Linked DNA regions of Triticum aestivum: region 1 is linked to region 2. A link is a contact called in public Hi-C data. All regions are on one chromosome and are shown on one strand. The core of a region is the stretch at or near the end of the contact, and the rest is flanking DNA. Distances in the headings are between cores, read along the strand shown. Region 1 holds the start of LOC123078916 (serine/arginine-rich-splicing factor SR34). Region 2 holds the start of LOC123078915 (AP2/ERF and B3 domain-containing protein Os01g0693400).

Region 1 (2,700 bases), core at 102-2,601, 130 kb before region 2:
TTTTGGTAACAACGTGTTCTCGTTATTGATAGCATCCTTGATCTAATAATAATGCTCATGATCAGAAAAACAACAATATCATCAATACATGAGCTAGTCTTAGAGGCGTGACTAAGGATCATATTGGTGTTCATGTTTCCTCACATGCATCGGGTTTTCCTCCGAATCTCATATTCAACAACCAATACACAAACATAAACTTAATTATGAACATGGAAATAAATAACATTTTATTATTGTGTCTAGAACATATTTTCAACATGTCATTCGTATAATAAAGATAAAAGATGCAAGCCACGTAGACACCGTCCTGACAAAACTGAGAAGATAGCAGAACGCTAGCCTTTGGACAAAGGAGCACCAACCAAGAAAGAAAATTACAATCAAGACCGAAGAATCCCCTGAGCTTGACTCCAATGCTCGCCGATTGCCTCTGGCACCACAATAGTCACCAAAGAAAAATGTGAAGGGTCACCTCTTCACCCGAGTTTGACGCTGCTCCATTGTTGATACAACTTTTCAGACCTTCAAAGTAGCTTACTAAAGGCGATACCATTGACGTTAAAAGAATCTAGACGGAGAAACACCCTGGACATGCCATTAATCTCCAGATCTGGCACCCCTGCTCAACTGAAGCGTCGGAGGAGGAAACCATACCTGTCAGCCACCAACCACAAAACCCAGCACATGCCGCCGACGCAGACAACTATCTGCATCTGCTTCTGGACTACCTCCCAAACTCTAGCCAGCGCTAGAGCAAACACTATCGCAATGACGGAACCCTAGGACACAAGTCCACCACAAGAATGTCGCCGCCCCCACGTCATCCCCGTTTGAACAAACTAATTCCCAAATCCTTCACCGGCCATAGAGTAAAAAGCCTCATCGGGGACAGTCTGGCGCTTCTTTATTCGACACCATTATCGGCGTTGCCAAAGGCAAAACGTCGAGCAATCCAAAAACTTGAGCTACTAGGGCACTAAAATCAATAGCTGCACGATCCGTGCGCGGGGATCCGACGACCCTCATCATTGACAACAATGAGGTTGTCGACGGAGGGAAACCGCGAAAGGACGGCACCACAAGTCTAACCACTCCTCGCAAGATCGCCTTTTTTTCTCAGGAAGAAAGAAAACGAGCTCGCAAGTAATTCCGAACGAAAGGAGTGGATGACACGCTACCAAACACGAAGCATCACTGATGGCCCCTAATCACTGAGGTGGTAGTGTACCTCGAGTCAGATTGTGCCACGTGGAGAACATGTACACCTAATCTAGCCGTGTTTTTTTACAGGTATCTAGCCGTGTTTACCACTTTCTGAAATCACCAACTAAGTTGCGCGCACCGGACAAGTCACCGTGAACGAATTTTACTCCTTTTTGTTGTTGAGAAAATCAATACGTACCTTTTGGCGTAGTGACATTTCCACGCGGCGTCGCCTGCGGAGTCCTGAAGCTTCTCGACCCGCCGGCCCCACCTCTCTGCCTCGCAGGTACTTCAGCCGAAAACCTCGGAACATTTATCCATCTTGATTGATTTCTTCGATCGCCACCGCCCAGTTGAGTTCTCCGTCAGTTTCTCCCGTCTCCGCCGCGCTTGCCCCCGCCCGAATCTGTCGGCAACTTTTCCCGTCGTTCTACAGGTGGTGGCAAGGTTTCTCGCGACTAGAAATTCGCGGTTCGTCCCCCTTCCACCTCTGATTTGTGCCGCAAGCACGGGATAAATCTACCCCTTTCGTGAATCGCGATGCGGGGCTGATTGTATCCAGTTTGTCTCATCTACGCCATAGAACGTTACAGATACCGTGAAATCTTATTCTCGAGCAGAGAAAACCTTGGTAGTGCGTAGTTGCGTACCAAGATTGGGCAAATTTTCCTCCTACTGGTGACCATTGAGATCGGTTTTGGCCTTTTGGGTATCATGCTCATGTAAGATTTTGTTTATATCGTATATAAGGTGTTCTGTGCAACTGTCCAGAGTCTGCTGAACAATTCTGAAGTTTTTACTAGCACTAATTCCTGTAGTGAGAAGATAGACGACGGAAGCTGAGGTCGCACTCTGATTCTGACAGTTGTATTAGCTATTCTGTAGTTAAATCGGAAAAATCTGGTAGACATATAATATTCTGGAAATACATGAGTATGAAATTTGTCTTCCTGCTTTCTTTCCTGTCAATTACTTAGGCAACTGTCAGAATTTTATTCTATTTCTAACAATTTTATTTTCTTCTATTGCTATACCAGTTTGTGCTTCTATGTTTATCTGCGCCATTCTAGCTAGTAGTATCTTTTGCATAAAAGAACATCTACATATTCATATATAGGCTGTATGACCTTTATTTTCTTTAACCGCAGACACAATGGGCAGGCGCAACAGCTGCACCATTTATGTAGGCAATCTCCCTGGGGACATTCGTGAGAGGGAGGTTGAGGATCTCTTTTACAAGGTAAATATTCAATTTTGTGTAATGATTCTTGCACTAGCTTTTCTTGTGGCTTTGGCAATTATGTAAAGATAATTGGCTATAGCACAAACTGATGAAGTTCTTGACCATTTTTCAGTTTAACTTGTACATAGTAAGGAAACTAGTATGATATAGGTTGCAGCTCATGTACATCGCATTGTAAGGAATTAAAACAGATTTATTCATGCCTTAATTTTATGTATCATTATGCAGTATGGCCGTATTGTCGATATTGA
Region 2 (2,700 bases), core at 198-2,697:
TCCCATTTTCTAGTGTGACTAGCTGTCCGTAAACTTGGCAGCAGGCACGCCATGCATTTCAAGTTTCAGCTGTTTACCGTGAAAAACACGCAGAGATGAAAGTCTCCGGCTGAGAAAAACACCAAATATACACGTCGCGGTTTCCATTTCTTCTCGTCTATACACTACTGGTATACGTACTCAACCTCCCCCACACCGCTTAGCTACAGTACATGCCATAGCTGTACAAGCAATGCACGTGGAATTCCCCGAGCCGTGACTGCGAGCGAGCGTCGCCGTTGCAAATTTGCAATTGCTCTACTGTTTCGTAGCCCGCCCACTTGCACGACCGGCTCGGCCATATCGAACAGATCTGACCAGATTTATCGAGCACAGCGCACCCAGGAAAACTCTACAACCCACTTGCCGGCCGGTTAAGCAGCTTTGCGTGCCGTGCGCCGACTTATCACCACCGTTGTAGCACAAAACATTATCTCGGAGACAGCGGCTTAATAACTTGGCTAGTTGTTTCTGTATGATTAAGCCAACAGAGTGTTCCAAATGTGCTATCCACAAGTGCTGGACTTTTCTGTCCGGTCGATCCGGATCATGTCCTTGTCACGTATGGACGGACAATTGCATGAGTAGTTTCTTGTTTGTACCGTTCCCTTCCCGGGCTAAGAATTTTCCTGTGGATGGTGAGGTTGTAGATGACCGGCCGCCCTCCAAAAACTTCCAGAAATAGGGTCCTCTCCTCTCTAGTCCATGTCACACTGCGACAAGCCAGCACACAGCATCCATATCTATCTATCTGAAAACACGCATAACATAAGCCCAATCCACTTTTTTTTTGCGGGTAAAGCCCAATCCACTTGCGTGAGCAACAATAATTCCGCCACAAACCTCATCTGGAAAAAGGGACACTCCAAAGCAAAGCCATGTAGAAAGGAGAAGGTATCAGGCGTGACATGGCAAACAGCTGCGCCCATGGGGCGGCCAGCTAGCCGGCGCACATCATCCGCAACAAGAACCATCTTTTCCGTCCGTAGACCATGCTACGATCTATCTATCCATCTACCTTGATCATCTAGCTATAGATAGCCCTTAACCAACCCACGAGCTTTCTTTTTTTGCGGGGAGCCAACCCACGAGCTGACTGACCCAGCCCATCGGCGAGCCACGCTCTGACCACGTATCTATGTCTCAGCCCACGGGGGTGACGTCAAGGCAAAGTCCAACACAGCAGCAGCAGCATTTTTATATGGTTTGCATTCACCGAAAAGCGAGGGAAAAAATTGAAATTAAAAACAGCAGAACAAAATACAGGTAGCAAACCATGGGAAGAGCCACGCGGAGCATGGTATGGGCATGGCAGTGGCACCGTACGACCCATGCCATACACGACACCCACCCTGCCGCTGGGATCCTTCCTTCCTATATATCCCCCCGCGCGCGCTCCCCTCAGCGTCCTACGATTGATACTACCCATCATAGCATCAGTTACCAACAGAAGAGACAGCCATACTCCACAGCGGAGCAGCGCTACCAGTGTCGCGCCGTTACTGAAATGGACAGCACCAGCTGCCTCGCCGACGACACCAGCAGCGGCGGCGGCGCCTCCACGGACAAGCTCAAGGCGCTGGCCGCCGCGGCGGCTGCGGCCGCGGGGCCGCTCGAGCGCATGGGCAGCGGCGCCAGCGCGGTGCTCGACGCGGCCGAGCCGGGCTCCGAGGCCGACTCTGGCGGCCGTGCGGGTGCCGTCGGCGCGGCGGCGGGGAAGCTGCCGTCGTCCAGGTTCAAGGGCGTGGTGCCGCAGCCCAACGGGCGGTGGGGCGCGCAGATCTACGAGCGGCACCAGCGCGTGTGGCTCGGCACGTTCGCCGGGGAGGCCGACGCCGCGCGCGCCTACGACGTCGCCGCGCAGCGCTTCCGCGGACGCGACGCCGTCACCAACTTCCGCCCGCTCGCGGACGCCGACCCCGACGCCGCCGCCGAGCTCCGCTTCCTCGCCGCGCGCTCCAAGGCCGAGGTCGTCGACATGCTGCGCAAGCACACCTACTTCGACGAGCTCGCCCAGAGCAAGCGCGCCCTCGCCGCCTCGGCCGCGCTCTCCGCGCCCACCACCTCACGCGGCGCCGCCTCGACCCCCTCGCCGGCCGCCGCGCGCGAGCACCTGTTCGACAAGACGGTCACGCCCAGCGACGTGGGCAAGCTGAACCGGCTGGTGATTCCGAAGCAGCACGCCGAGAAGCACTTCCCGCTGCAGCTCCCGGCCGCGGGCGGCGAGAGCAAGGGCCTGCTCCTGAACTTCGAGGACGCCGCCGGCAAGGTGTGGCGGTTCCGCTACTCGTACTGGAACAGCAGCCAGAGCTACGTGCTCACCAAGGGCTGGAGCCGCTTCGTGAAGGAGAAGGGCCTCGGCGCCGGAGACGTCGTCGGGTTCTACCGCGCAGCCGCCGGCGAGGACAGCAAGCTCTTCATAGACTGCAAGCAGCGGCCGAGCACCAACAGCCCTGCCCCCGCAGACCCCGTGGACCAGCCGGCGGTGCCCGTGAAGAAGGCCGTGAGACTCTTCGGCGTCGACCTTCTCACGGCGCCGGCGTCGCCGGAGCAGGGGATGCCGGGGTGCAAGAGGGCCAGAGACTTGGTGAAGTCGCCGCCTCCGACAGCGGCGTTCAAGAAGCAATGCATAGAGCTGGCGCTAGCGTAGAGTTGGAACTA

The links. Hi-C and Micro-C count contacts between places; a contact is called where the count stands out from the background.
Region 1: a Hi-C map of leaf shows a contact between it and region 2, with 3 times the contacts expected there. The contact joins the promoter of LOC123078916 here to the promoter of LOC123078915 in region 2. A contact is called at or near these places in 3 of 5 Hi-C or Micro-C datasets (all in leaf) and 1 of 1 datasets of contacts at active chromatin or transcription factors (leaf).

The regions. Positions count from the first base shown.
Region 1 is chr3D:363,526,873-363,529,572 of IWGSC CS RefSeq v2.1, reverse strand. LOC123078916 (serine/arginine-rich-splicing factor SR34) reads left to right here and starts at 1,351. Exons shown (of 14, transcript XM_044501566.1): 1 at 1,351-1,492; 2 at 2,355-2,446; 3 at 2,678-2,700. The coding sequence starts at 2,360.
Region 2 is chr3D:363,396,240-363,398,939 of IWGSC CS RefSeq v2.1, reverse strand. LOC123078915 (AP2/ERF and B3 domain-containing protein Os01g0693400) reads left to right here and starts at 1,447. Exons shown (of 1, transcript XM_044501563.1): 1 at 1,447-2,700. The coding sequence starts at 1,547. The coding sequence ends at 2,689.